4 separate regions of the Sus scrofa genome follow, and regions 2, 3 and 4 are each linked to region 1. A link is a contact called in public HiChIP or PLAC-seq and promoter capture Hi-C data. All regions are on one chromosome and are shown on one strand. The core of a region is the stretch at or near the end of the contact, and the rest is flanking DNA. Distances in the headings are between cores, read along the strand shown.

The links. Promoter capture Hi-C pulls out the DNA fragments that hold promoters and counts their contacts. HiChIP or PLAC-seq counts read pairs in DNA pulled down with a chosen protein or histone mark.
Region 2: a contact with region 1 is called in an H3K27ac HiChIP or PLAC-seq map of alveolar macrophages. The contact joins the enhancer-like site here to the promoter of TLE3 in region 1. A contact is called at or near these places in 2 of 5 promoter capture datasets (fetal skeletal muscle and liver), 6 of 47 Hi-C or Micro-C datasets (brain, embryonic fibroblasts, heart right ventricle and 2 more) and 2 of 2 datasets of contacts at active chromatin or transcription factors (alveolar macrophages and skeletal muscle).
Region 3: a contact with region 1 is called in an H3K27ac HiChIP or PLAC-seq map of alveolar macrophages. The contact joins the enhancer-like site here to the promoter of TLE3 in region 1. A contact is called at or near these places in 3 of 5 promoter capture datasets (fetal liver, fetal skeletal muscle and liver), 8 of 47 Hi-C or Micro-C datasets (alveolar macrophages, blood, embryonic fibroblasts and 2 more) and 2 of 2 datasets of contacts at active chromatin or transcription factors (alveolar macrophages and skeletal muscle).
Region 4: a promoter capture Hi-C map of liver shows a contact between it and region 1, with 13 times the contacts expected there. The contact joins the enhancer-like site here to the promoter of TLE3 in region 1. A contact is called at or near these places in 4 of 5 promoter capture datasets (fetal liver, fetal skeletal muscle, liver and 1 more), 18 of 47 Hi-C or Micro-C datasets (alveolar macrophages, blood, embryonic fibroblasts and 7 more) and 2 of 2 datasets of contacts at active chromatin or transcription factors (alveolar macrophages and skeletal muscle).

What each region holds. Positions count from the first base shown.
Region 1 is chr1:167,854,106-167,857,372 of Sscrofa11.1, forward strand. It overlaps TLE3 (transducin-like enhancer protein 3), which reads right to left and starts at 1,808. Exons shown (of 20, transcript XM_021100790.1): 1 at 728-1,808; 2 at 53-153. The coding sequence starts at 751.
Region 2 is chr1:167,501,536-167,504,548 of Sscrofa11.1, forward strand. No RefSeq gene overlaps it. Among named protein-coding and RNA genes, the nearest start is that of RPLP1, 210 kb to the left of the region's middle. Within about 2 kb of position 1,361, at least 27 of the 83 cell types and tissues checked have an H3K27ac peak or open chromatin away from gene starts, as enhancers often do. A contact at or near this core is called in alveolar macrophages, brain, embryonic fibroblasts and 1 more, where this site is marked.
Region 3 is chr1:168,219,010-168,221,947 of Sscrofa11.1, forward strand. All of the region lies in intron 1 of LOC110262000 (a long non-coding RNA gene), which reads right to left. Among named protein-coding and RNA genes, the nearest start is that of UACA, 230 kb to the right of the region's middle. Within about 2 kb of position 1,447, at least 35 of the 83 cell types and tissues checked have an H3K27ac peak or open chromatin away from gene starts, as enhancers often do. A contact at or near this core is called in alveolar macrophages, embryonic fibroblasts, liver and 1 more, where this site is marked.
Region 4 is chr1:168,198,665-168,201,825 of Sscrofa11.1, forward strand. All of the region lies in intron 1 of LOC110262000 (a long non-coding RNA gene), which reads right to left. Among named protein-coding and RNA genes, the nearest start is that of UACA, 250 kb to the right of the region's middle. Within about 2 kb of position 1,592, at least 9 of the 83 cell types and tissues checked have an H3K27ac peak or open chromatin away from gene starts, as enhancers often do. A contact at or near this core is called in liver, retroperitoneal adipose tissue and subcutaneous adipose tissue, where this site is marked.

The DNA.
Region 1 (3,267 bases), core at 558-3,057:
GGCGGGGACTCCCCCGCCCCGCCAGCCCTGGGGCAGCCCCCACCGACCTTACCTGTGGTATTGAGCTTGCAGGAACTGGAATTCGTCTTTGATCCTGTCACAAGACTCAGCCACTGTGAATTTAAATCCCGGCTGCCCAGGTTGATGGGGAGCCTGGAGCCGGCGAGGACAAGACAGGGGAGGGGCGGGGGCGTCAGACGGGGCACCAAGCTGTCCAGGCCCCTCGGTGGTTTCCTCTGGTCTCCCCCCGCCCCCACCCAACCGGAGAGGCCACCCTCACGGCCCAGAACCTTCCCAGCAAGTTTCTCAGCTCTCCGAAGGGGCGTGGGGGGGAGATCTCTCCCTATTGGCCGCGGGGCTCCCATTCCTTTTTAGAAGGGGCACCCCTTCCCAAGTAAGACCCAGGTGGGGGAGACAGGCTGAGTGAGTTGGAAGACTTAGGCGAGGGGGCGGAGGACAGCGTGAAAACAAACAGTTCCCCGGGAACACTGGCAGCCCCCCCCAACCCCCCCGCCAATCGAGCGGAATTAACCTCCTCTCGCAACGGCGCCCCCCCATCCCATCCCCTTTGTGCGAGCGCGCGCGCGCGCACACACATACGCACAGACACACACACACCCCACACACACCATAAAGGTAGCAACAAGCAAAATGGAGGTGCCAGATAAACTGCCTCGTTTACCCTGCCATGATAGATGCTTAAATAAACCAAGTTGCAATTACTCACCGGATGTCTGCCTTGCGGATACATGGCAGGGAGGGGTCGTGATTCTGAGAGCGTAGAAACGCGGAGAGCTCGGGTCGGGGAGGTGCGGGGGAGGGGGGAGCCAAGACCGAGCGGGGGGCGGCCGGGAAACCGAGAGCTCGCCCCCGGCCCCCCCAGCCCGCTCTCGCAGCGAAATCCCAGAGTCAGGCGCCCGCCCCAAGCGGAGACAAAGAGCCGAGAAGCAGGCGGCAAAGTCGTCGGCGGGCACCGAGGCCGGGCGGTGGGCTTGGGCTTTGTGCACCTAGGGTTCGGCTGACTGAAGCCGGCCGCCTTCCCCCCACTGCCTGGAGCGCGTCAGAGCCGGAGACTGCGCGGACATCGTCGTCACCCCGGAGGGTCCGGCGCGGGGTCCCGAGGTCCGGGGCCCCTCCTGGGGCAAGCGCGGGCGCCCTCCGGATCACTCAGCGCGTCGCGCCGGGAGGGGGACGCGCCGGGGCAGTCCGAGCATCCAGGGCGTTCAGGTCCGATCCCAGGGGCAGCTCTCCGCGAGAAGAGGAAGAAGGCAAGCACCGAGGTGGCGGCTTGGGCCGCAGGAGCGCCGGAGGGTGAGGGCGGGAGCCCGGCGCGGGCGCTTCGACGCCCCCCCTTGGAGAGGAGAGCCTGCTGTTCAGTCTGCTTCTGTCGCCGCCGCCGCTGCGAGCCCTTCCCAGGGCCGAGGAGGAAACTCCGCGCTCAGGAGGTGGGAATCAACCGCCCTGGCATCCTAACTCCAGCAGGCACAGGAAACCGCCGCAAAAGGGTCCTCGCTGCTCCCAGCTCGAGGGCCGGGTCCCCAGCGAGGAGCGCTTGGCGCCGCCGCCGCCGCCGCCGCCTCCGAGCGCGCAAGCAGGAGAGCGCTGGAGGGGAGACGCAGCCCGAGACCGGGGACCTCTGCGGCTTCCTTCCTTCCCCTCGGCCCGGCTCTCCTCTCCGCTCCCCGACAATCCCCCCAGACGCGCGCGCGCGCGCGCGCGCACACACACACACACACACACCAAAAAAAAGTGCCCCGGACCTGCGGATACCACACACAGACAAGCGAGGGGGACGAGCACGAGGTCTGAACTGCCGCGAGAGCAGTTCCAAATAGGGACTGAAAAGTAACAAAATAATGTGGCAGCTTCGCCAGCCGCTAACCAATGGGAGCGCGGGGTCCCCACGTGGGGCTGTCGGACTCGGCCTGCGACTGGGCGCCGCCGGGCGCGACGTCACAATGCCCTCTTGTGTCTAAAACTATGCATGAAAAGTAGCAATCAGGCCCTACCCGCTGGTGACTTTCGCAGGGGAGTGAAAAACAGCGCTCCTCAGATCAGGAATTAACCGAAAGACATATAATAAATAGATATATATTATAGTACTGGGCTGCTAAGGATTTCCCCCCCCCCCGCTCTTTTTTCCCACGATCTACTAGCAAATAATTATTTGGCGGGAGGGGAAAGAGAGAAGACAGAAGAATAACAACAAAAGAAAAAAAAGACAAACTGTACAGTCCTCAAAACCTGTGGCTGGTAGTAATGTATCAGTTTATTCTGCAGAGGCGGCGAAGGATTCCTCCCTCTAATCTCATTAGGTCTGCAAAGCAGCCCAATTAGATACTATAAAACAAACAGAATCACTTTGTCACTTTAATGTTTTCACTTCACAAGATTTAGGACCGATAAAATGGTGGCTCCCGAAGTTGCCTGCCACCTTAAAAAAATTTTGCTCGGAACTGAGGGTGTCCCTTTCTTTTCCCCTTCTCCTGCCCTCCTACTCCCCCCACCCCAGGCCCCCAGCTTTTCTTCTTTGTTCATTCGTCCTTTTCAGAAAGCCAAATAAACAGCGTCTTTGATGTGCGGCGGCTGCCCGCGGGGAGAAGCCTAAGGAACTCTCCTTTGGCGGGCAGAGCAGATGGAAAGGCCCGACTGCCCGCGGACACTCGGGTCCTCCCGCGCTATCCCCACTCGGGGCTCCTTCCTGGTGGAGACGGCTACGCCCTCGCCGCAGCTGTTCATTGAGCGTCGGGGCCGGGGAAGCGGAATCGGGAATGCCGTGGCTGCTGGCCCCACCGCGGCCCGGGAGCTCCGAGTTCCGTCCCGGATTTCTCAGCTTGCTCCCGGCAGGGTCTTCGCGTCGGCGGAAGCCTGTGGAGGGGCGCGCGTGCAAGCCCGTAGGTGTCTCGGCCGCCAGCCTTGACGCCCTGGGAGGTGCAGACTCTCATCCGCCCCCGTGCGCTCCTCTTCCCACCCCCGCCGCCGCGCCTCCGGGACTCCCCGCGCGGTTGCACACTCGACTCTGGGTCCAGTTTGCCCGCAAACAGATAGCCTCGATCGCCTGCACTCGGGGTTACATCAGGGCAGACGGGCCGTGGGGACATGGGCCTCAAGCGGCTGGAAGGCTGGAGTGGCCGCGCCCCAGATCCCACGGGCACCGCCGAGTGGACGGGCCCAGGTGGGCCCTAGGTACCCCCCTTCCCAAGTATCTCCGCGGACCTGCACGAACCCCGGGGCCCGCGGTTGGCCCCGGATCTATATTTTCCCCTC
Region 2 (3,013 bases), core at 111-2,610, 350 kb before region 1:
TGAAACCAGTCCCCATGCTCCTCAGTCCCTGAGGAACTTTGACTTTCAGCATGTAAGCTTGTGTGCCAGGAGGGATTACAGAGAGAAGAAAGCTCTGAAGTGCTTCCAGGCAAGAGGGGTTGTCTTGGGAAAAACCATAGCCTGGGGGAAAGAGTCCTGGGGTTCAGATCCTGATGCTTTGACCCACTTCATGTCTGAGAAACCCCAGTTTCCTCATCTGAAAATAGGAGGAAAGACATTGATCTGCCTTAAAGGATTTCTCTGAGGACCTGATAGAGGGTGGGGTGAAAATGTTTTAAAAACCCTACAAAAGCTGAGGTTCTTGTTTCAATGTAGGAATGCTTCAGCTGCAATGAATGGGACAGGCAGCTATAGTGGTTTGACCAGCTGAAGCTTTATTTTTCTCATGAAATTAGAAGTCTCTGGTGAGTCTGTACAGGGTAGAAGGTGATATAAGAATGCCACTGAGCCTCTGGCCTCTTTCTGTTTTTCTGCACTAATGTCATCCTCATGCGGCTGCCTCATAACCACAAGGTGGCTGCTACACCTCCAGGCCTTGTGTTCAAGTTCTAGGCAAAAAAGGTGGCGTGGGGGGCAAGGAGGAGGAAGAGTTGGTGCCTATATTATGAATGAAAGTATTTTCTTAGAAATATCATAGCTCATTGGCCTGAACTCTAATCAAAGGGCCTGCTTCTAGGTATGCGGGTGGTCAGAGATGTGAGCATTTGTAGCCAGGCCCCCCACTAGCCTGATCAAACCCAGGATTTTGATGGAAAAGGAGAGGCTAGGGTCCATGGTGTGTGGCAGCTGGCCGTGCCCACCATAGAGCTGGACATTGAATTCACAGGGATCTTTTATATGCAGTCTCTGGGTTGGCGTGAAGGTGAATCAGGTGGCCTCAGCCTTTGAGGAAAAAGTGGATCACAGTATCCGACCATCAGAATGGGAAACAGAGGTGGGCTGGAGGCAGAGAATGGTGGGGGCTGCTGCACGTCTAGGAGGCCCAGGGGTAGAGGTTCAGTCATCCTTCCCTCCCTCCCCCCTCCCTCCTTCTCATTTGTTCAGTTGCATGCGTCCATCCCCCCACCCCACACCCCCCAACTCCCCACAGGGCTGGGAAAGCTGAATCCGCGGAGCCCATTTCTAGCCACTGTGTTTGTGTATGTCTCCACCCGAAGATGTCTAACCACAGACTTCCTCTTGACTCCTGGCAACAGAGAGAAAACAAAACCACAGCAGCTTTCATTGCTGAAAACACAAAACTGCCTCTATTTCTGGGAGGAAACACTAAAGACTCCAGTCCAAGGAGCCTCGGTTGGGCAGTCAAATCTCCACACTGTGCACAGTGAGGTCCAGGCGGGAGGCAGCCATGAGCTCAGGGGTCAGTAGGCCGAGGGGCGGGGCACTGACCGCTCTGGGAACCTGGGACCTTCACACACACTCCCCGACCCCGGCAACGCTGTTAGCCTCTGGGGCTGATTTTGATTTCAAGCAATCCGTGTTTTTCCTTTCTCTTATTTTCTGTGTTATTCATTTCACCTATTGATGAATTCCTATTTCATACTTTCTTCTCTTGTTTATTCGTTTTTCTCATTTCTTCTGATGTGTTTTTGGCGCCTTTATTTTTCATCTTCCTTAATAATGAAGGCATTTCAGGGCCGTACATTTTCCCCCGAGTTGAGATGTTTTCTGAATCCCATAGGTTTTTGAAATAAAAAGTTCCCCTTTTCATCTCTTTCTAGATGATTTTTAACCTCGGTTTTAATATTTCTTTTGATCCATGGGTTATCTAGAAGAGTGTTTATTAATTTCTAAGTACTTAAGAATAGTCTCAGCCACATTATTTTTTTTTATTTAAAAATTTTGGATTAGAGTCATAGACGGTGGCCTGTAACATCTCCAATTAATTTTTTTCCTTGTGTCCAAGTATGTAATCAAACTTTATCAATGTTCTATGGTGAAGGGAAAGATGAACTGGTCAGAAAAGAGTGGAATTCCACAATGTCCTGGTTCTGCAGACACAATGCCCAGTTCCAAATCTTCTACCCCTTTCTAGCTGTCTATCTGTCCACGGAGAAAATATAGAGTTTTTGAGCTTTACTTTCCATCTTTAAAATGGGAGCAATAGTGATAGCCACCTCTTTGCTTTGCTGTAAAGATAATTAGGAGATTGTGTATGTAAACGTGACTGGAATGGGGCCTGGCATACTAAACAGAAATGTTGCTATTTTTGTTGTTTTTGCAGAAAGGAAGGAACCTTTACTGTCTGTGCCCTGAGCTTTATTCCCAACCCAGAACTGTGGTTTATGGTTATTGTGGGGACTAGAAGAAAAGAGGAAATGGGTGGCTCAACACAGCCATCACCCTTCCCACGAGGGGAGGCATCTGTGGCCCAGAAGGATGGGGCCACTTGCCCACGGAAGCACGGCAATTTGGTGGCCAAGCTAGGCTTCAAACCCAGGCCTCAATCGGCCAATCCTTCCCCCTCTGCTGGCAGTTGATCTAGTTTCTCTCTTGAAAGAAGAGGCACTTGACCCAAGATTAGCCTCCGAGATGCTGGGAGGGCTGGAGGCTCTGGCGGGGTGACAACTTCTGAGCTTGTCATGTTATACTCTTGCCATCTGGGAAGGGTAACCCTGAGGTCAGGAAGTTCCAAGAGAAGATGTAGAAAGAGGGTTAGGATTGGGCATAGCTGGATGCTTTGGGCATCTCTGTTTCTTTGCTCAGTGGGGGGCAGGGGAAAGCTAAGCTTGACACGGGGAATGGTCCTCCAAGGCACCCCAAGAGGCATTGGTTGTCCTCTGGGCCTCAACCCTCCATACCAGTCTGCCACGCTTCCCCAGCCCTGACTCTGACCCCAGCAAAGCCCAGTCCTCCTGGGGACCCTGTTGTCATCTCTAGCAGGTATTTTCTGGAGCAGAGAGCAGGAGCAGGGCTGCATATTATTGATCAGAGTAGCTCGGCTGCATGCATAGGCTCATGGAAACTGGAGGGACTGGGGTGACAGCCCAAG
Region 3 (2,938 bases), core at 197-2,696, 360 kb after region 1:
ACTAACAGGGAGCTTTCACACTGAAATATGCTTTCTCTGGTCGAGAAAGGAATCGTTCTCTTAAAAGATAGGGAATTTTTAAGGATGAGACTTTATTGTCACCCAGACCTGGGTTCAATCTCATCTCTTTCGTTTATTTCCTCTATGGCGTTAGACAACGATGAACGATGTCTCTACCTCACCTGCTCTCCTGGTCCCACCACTTTCCTCCTCAGACTCTTCCCATTGTTCCACAGCTCCTAAGTGAAGCTGGAAAATATGTGACATGTGGGTTGTCACTCCCAGCTCCCCAGCCTATGGATGACATCACCAACTAAACCCAGCACTCTTCCCTAATAAACCAGATGCAGCCTCAGAATCCTTCTTAATACAGTACTCCAAGCAGCCACCACCAATTCATCACAGTTAGTTTTCAAGATGAAATGTTCTTGCTACCTTTAGGCCTCTAAATGTCCTCAAATGTCACAATGCAGGTCTATTTGTTGTTCCTACCTTACCTCCCAGAAATCTGCCTTATAAGCTCATTTTCTACTGCAGTCATATTGAGTTAGTGAGCATTCCCTAAACAGACCAAGTTATCTTATCCCTCTTTCCTCTTGCACATGATGCATTGTCCATCCCACCCCACTCTCCACCCACTCCCAACCTTGTCCTCCTGGGGACACCTCTTAGGTTTCAGTTCAAGTGTTCTTCCCAGGTCATGAACCCTGAACCCTGTGCATATTTCTGGTAAAGTACCACACACCTACAAGGTCAAGGCTGGCCATAACCTTGAACTGCATGGCCAGCCAAGCAGCCCCAAGAGGTGAAGAGGCTTGGCATGAGATGGCTCAAGTGCCGAGCCACAGAGTGCTTGTGGATCTGGCCGTACCTCCCAGCTCTCCAGTCCAGGGACTCTGGAACCCCAGGCAACAGGGCCTTAATAACCAAACCTCCATAGCTATAGGCTATGAAGTAGAGAGAGGAAAGAAACTGGTCTTGAGGTTGTGAGCCCTCAGCCCATGGCCATGACATGTCAGCTGAGGGGGAAGCAAGCCATGGAGTTCAAAATAGAGAAAGAGGAGGAAATGAAACCAACTCAGCTCCCTGGCTCCCCCCACACCGCTGCAGTGCATTAGAGGATGAATCAGCTCGTGCTCTTCATTTCTTCCCTCTTGGAGGTAGTGGTGGGGCTGGGGGGGGAGCAAGGTATATGGTTCCTCATGTGGTTGCGGTCAAGGTCGCTGGACACTTGCTTCAGCCCCCTCCCCAGCCTGTGAGAATGAGTTCCGCATCCTCTCACGCCTACCCCTCCCCACCCAGGCAACGCCCTCCTGGCTTTTGCTTCCCTCTCCCAAGTCCAAGTCAAAGCACTGTCAGCCCCAGCCCCCACCCCTCTGGCCCAGCCAGCCCTGAGCAGAATACAGGGCACAGTCTGAAACCACATCTTGCAACGTGATTCACTCCATCTGTGGAAAGTCTGATGCAATTGTGGGTAAGGAGTCATTTCTGCTGATGAGGAAACCACAGCAACCCAGTGGGGGTGAAAGGGCAATCCATCAGGGCCACTGGGACCCACCCCCAGAAAGGGAACAGCCATGGGACAGCCCTCAGGCTCCCCAGAGCACCCCAGCCACACCACAGCTAGGGGCCAAAGAACAGAACCCCGGTTGGTACATGGCTGCCCACTTACTGAGACACAGCGGGGCTGAGGCTGCGGGGGAAGGGAGGGCCACTGGGCCCAGTTCAAAGACACCAACTCTTTCAGGGCACCCTGGGATGACCTGCCTTTCTCCCTGCACAATAAAAGGTGAACATATGAGGTTCCTGGAGGAGGCCAGGCGACTGTGATAGGAAAAGCCTGTCTCTGAGACCTGGGTCTGGTGCCTGAACCAAAAATCGGAACCACCTGCTGCTCACCACCCTGCTCTGGAAACATCTGTCTCCTCGAGTGAATGAGCTCCCACAGCCAGAGCAGGTGCCCAGGAAACATACTGAACTGAATCTGAAGTCCCAGAGCCCTGACCGCCCGCACGCTATGACCCGGCTCCTCCACACGCCTGCTTTGGGTGCCTGATCTGCTGCCCATTTCCGGGGACCACAAAGCCCGGCTCAGACACCTGCCAGTGAGCCCTGAGCTTGTCCCCCTGGCTGTCATGGATCAAGCCAGTGACCTCCCCTCTCTGGGCTACAGCACCCAGACCTCCTCACAGCTTTGTGCTTGCTTCCAGGACTTGGCATGGGATCATGGGGTATCCTGTGACAGCCCTCGTTTTGGGTCCTTTTTCTGTTTTTGTATCATGTCTCCACCTTCAACACAAGCCGTTCCAGTCATTCCATCTAGAGACGCCAGCCCTGCTGGAAAGCAGCAGCTCAACGCCCTAGATCTTGACACCCCTCCTGCAAGAGAGGCCTTATTATCCTCCTCTACTGGAGAAGAAACCAGGGCTCAGAGGGCAATAAAACCCACAAGGATATTAGCAAGAGATGACATGGGGGAACCCAAACTGTCTTCAAACTCCCTGCCTAGAATTCTCTCCAGACCCCAACCACCTAACCCAGTTCCTCCATGGTGTCTCCTGATGAGGGCCAAAGAGATGAGGAGCCCTCTAGGAAGTGCCAAGGAGAAAGTAAATACAAGAAAGAACGGTTGGTTCACCATTCAGATCTGCAAGTCCCAGACCTGCAGCTCCAGGAGCCATGTGAAACAAGTGCCCCGTGACACAAGTGCCAAGGCCCCATCCTCACTGCCTGTACCTCTCAGGCTGGAGGGCCCCATGCACCATACAAGATTGACCCCTGGTGGACATAACCTTGAACTGCATGGCCAGCCAAGCAGCCCCAAGAGGTCAAGAGGCTTGGCATGAGACCATCCAAGTGCTAAGCAGCAGAGTGCTTGTGGTTCTGGCCATACCTCCCAGCTCTCCAATCCAGGGACCCTGGACCCCAGGCAGCAGGG
Region 4 (3,161 bases), core at 342-2,841, 340 kb after region 1:
GACAAACTACCAAAAAACAAAACACCCCACATTCAAAGCAATGAATCACCATGAGCAAGAGTCAGCAGAGACAAGCAACAGATTTCAACCAGGGTTTCTCAACCTCAGAGCTACTGACATTTTGTACCAGATAACTCTTTGCCATGGGGGTTGCTCTGTGTGTTAAACGTTTAGTAGCATGTCTGATTTGGATCTTCAAAGACTTAAAATATTAGAATAATAAGATAGGCCATAAAAGAACTGTATATGAACTACTTAAAGACTCAAAAGATGTTTATAAAGGCTCAAATAGAACTTCTGGGAATAAAAAAAATATAACTTTGAACTTAAAAATTCAATGGATGTATCAGACACAGATAAAGAATTAATGAATTAGGGAGCTCCTGTTGTAGCTCAGCAGAAATGAATCTGACTAGCATCCATGAGGATGCAGGTTCAATCCCAGGCCTCGCTTAGTGGGTTAAGGATCCAGTGTTGCCATGAGCTATGGTGTAGGTCGCAGACGCAGCTTTGATTTAGCATACACAAACAGCTACAGCTCTGATTTGCCCCCTAGCCTGGGAACCTCCATATGCTGCAGGTACAGCCCTAAAAAGACAAAAAAAAAATTAATGAATTAGAAGACAGATTTAAAAAAATTACCCCAACTGCATTAGAAGAGCAAAATAATAAAGGGGGGGTGGGAAGAGGTGATAGGATAAAAGACAGGAAAATATAGTTCAGAGTTTAAACTATAACTAACTGGAGCTCTAGAAGGAAAGAATAAAGAGAATGAGAGAGAGGCAGTATTTGCAGAAAAAATGCTTGACACTCTTCTGGATCCATATATATAGGAAGTCCCAAAGATACCAAGCTGTGTGAATGCACAAGTTGTCGTGAATTGGATGCAGAAAAGCTAAGAATTGAGCCTCAAAGGTTCATCATTGAAATCGGTGCACCAACTCAAACCAGGGGTCCACAGGAGGGCTATGGTGGCATCAATGGCACGGACATGGGAGTCTTGCAAAGGGACTAATCCATGTGGACAATCCTGTGGACAGGGACCTGAGCCTGGCCTTGAGGGATGTTCATACAGTGTTGCATCAAGAGACCTTGATCTGAGCCCTTTATTTTACAGAACAACCTAGGAGATTAACTGGAGGCGAATGTGAAAAGGGCAGAGAGGAAATGGGATGAGGCTCTAAGCAGGGGAAAGTACACAAGCAAAGGTGTGGAAACAAGACTAAACATCTCATGAGCAAAAGACCAACAGGAGTCCTGTTTGATGGATTGGGAAATATTTAAGGGAACAATTACAAAACTGATTGGATGGACAAAGTGAAACCAGCCTGAAGAAGACCCTTGAGAGATGAGCAGGTATGTTTAAACTTGAGATCATAGGCCAGGGGTTGGTAAACTACAGCCTGGAGGCCAAGTCTGGCCCACTGCCTGTTTTTGTAAATAAAGTTTTATTGGAACACAAGCACACCCATTCATTTCCATATCATCTATGGCTGGTTTTGCACAACAGCAGAGAAGAGTAGAGTCCATACCCTATGGCCTGCAAGAGCTAAAATATTTACTCTCTGGCCCTTAACAGAAAACGGTTGTCAATCCCTGATCTAGGCAGGGCAGCCAGCCAGCGAGGCCTTTCAGCCAATTGCCAAGACTACGAGGATAAACCTGGAAGTGGCTGAAGGACTGTGTGTTTTGTAAGAGGAGGAAGAAAGGTGCGTAACCTTTATGGCGTTCCCATTGTATACCATCCCTCTTCCTACATTATGATTATAACTTCTCAAAACCACCCTGCCTAGAAGTTGTTACTTTTTTTTTTTTTTTTTAAGAGATGAGGAAAACGGGGTCCAGAGAGGTGAAGTAATTTACCCAAGGTCAGCCAGTGTTCCGGGCAGAGCTGAGATTCTGTTTCAAGTTGGTTGGATTCCAAAGCCGATGTTCTTCCTACCACACCTCACTGCCTTTCCAGGCACTGTGTATCCCAGACATGAGGGGATAGCCTCAGGCAAAGGAGCTAGCTACTGTGTGTCATGGCCAGAGATGGTTGGAATTAGGGTGTGGTGGGAAATATTCCTCTCCGCTCTTGCAAACAGATCCAGGGGCCCCTTCTGACCTGGAGCAGGACCTCTGGCCCAAGGCTCCTCCAAAAATGGTTCCCAACCTGCCCAAACATTGACTCCCCCCGGACCCCCTCCATCCCACACCTCCAGAGCCACCAGCCGGGCCAAGAATGTCTATCTTACAACTTCCTTCCAGCCTCATCTCTCAGCACGACGCCAGAGGCAGTTGGGAGGTATGATACCATCTCCATATCTAGGAACCAAACCTGAGGGTTGGCAGCTCTGCACAGTGCCACCCACGAGAGATGGCCCAGTTGATTTGCAGTGAAATTGCAACACAGCTTCTGCTCCTGCCCCGGCTAGATCCCAGGCCCTGGAGCTAAGCCCATCAGGGCTTGCTTCCACCCCCCAGCCTGGCTCCTGTTCCTCCCATGACTAATTTGGATCCTCATCTGACAGCTACCATGACCACTCTGCCCAGATAGGGCCTCACAGACCTGCTTCTGTGTTTTGCGGTCAAACTGGTTCTTGACGCTTCCCCAGAGTTCCAGCAGGGTTGAGTGTCTGTGGGGAACCATAAATGGCTGCCCCTTGGGGTTGAGCTGGTTGAGGGCTTGAGAAGCCAAGAGAAAGAGGAAAGTGTGAACTCTACCTAGAGCCTTGGTTATCTAAATAGTTGTGAGACATAATGGAAGTCCCCCACTGGATCCCAGTGGGTAGGTCTGTTTCTTGTCAGCTCCCCCTCAGCCAGAGGCCATGCCACGTCATCTCTAACCCCCTGGTGTGTCCATGAGGAAATGTGTGTAAACACAGGCAGACAACCTCCCCAGAGCAGGTGAGAGGAGCCCTGTGACCCCAGGCCTACTGACAGCCTCCAATGGACGGTTACAACACCCTCCTACTCGCCTGCCTTGGGAAACAGGGAGGTATGTCAGCTCCAGGGACCCTGGACCCACACCTGCCTGTGTGCTGAACTGCCAGCTGTCCCAGAAGCAGAGAGAGAGCAGGAAGTGAGAGACACCAGCCCAGGCTTATCCCGCCGGCCTTCCTCAAACATAGCCTGCTGGCTCCTCTGCCGTAGCCACAACATGTGCTCACAAGGGGGAC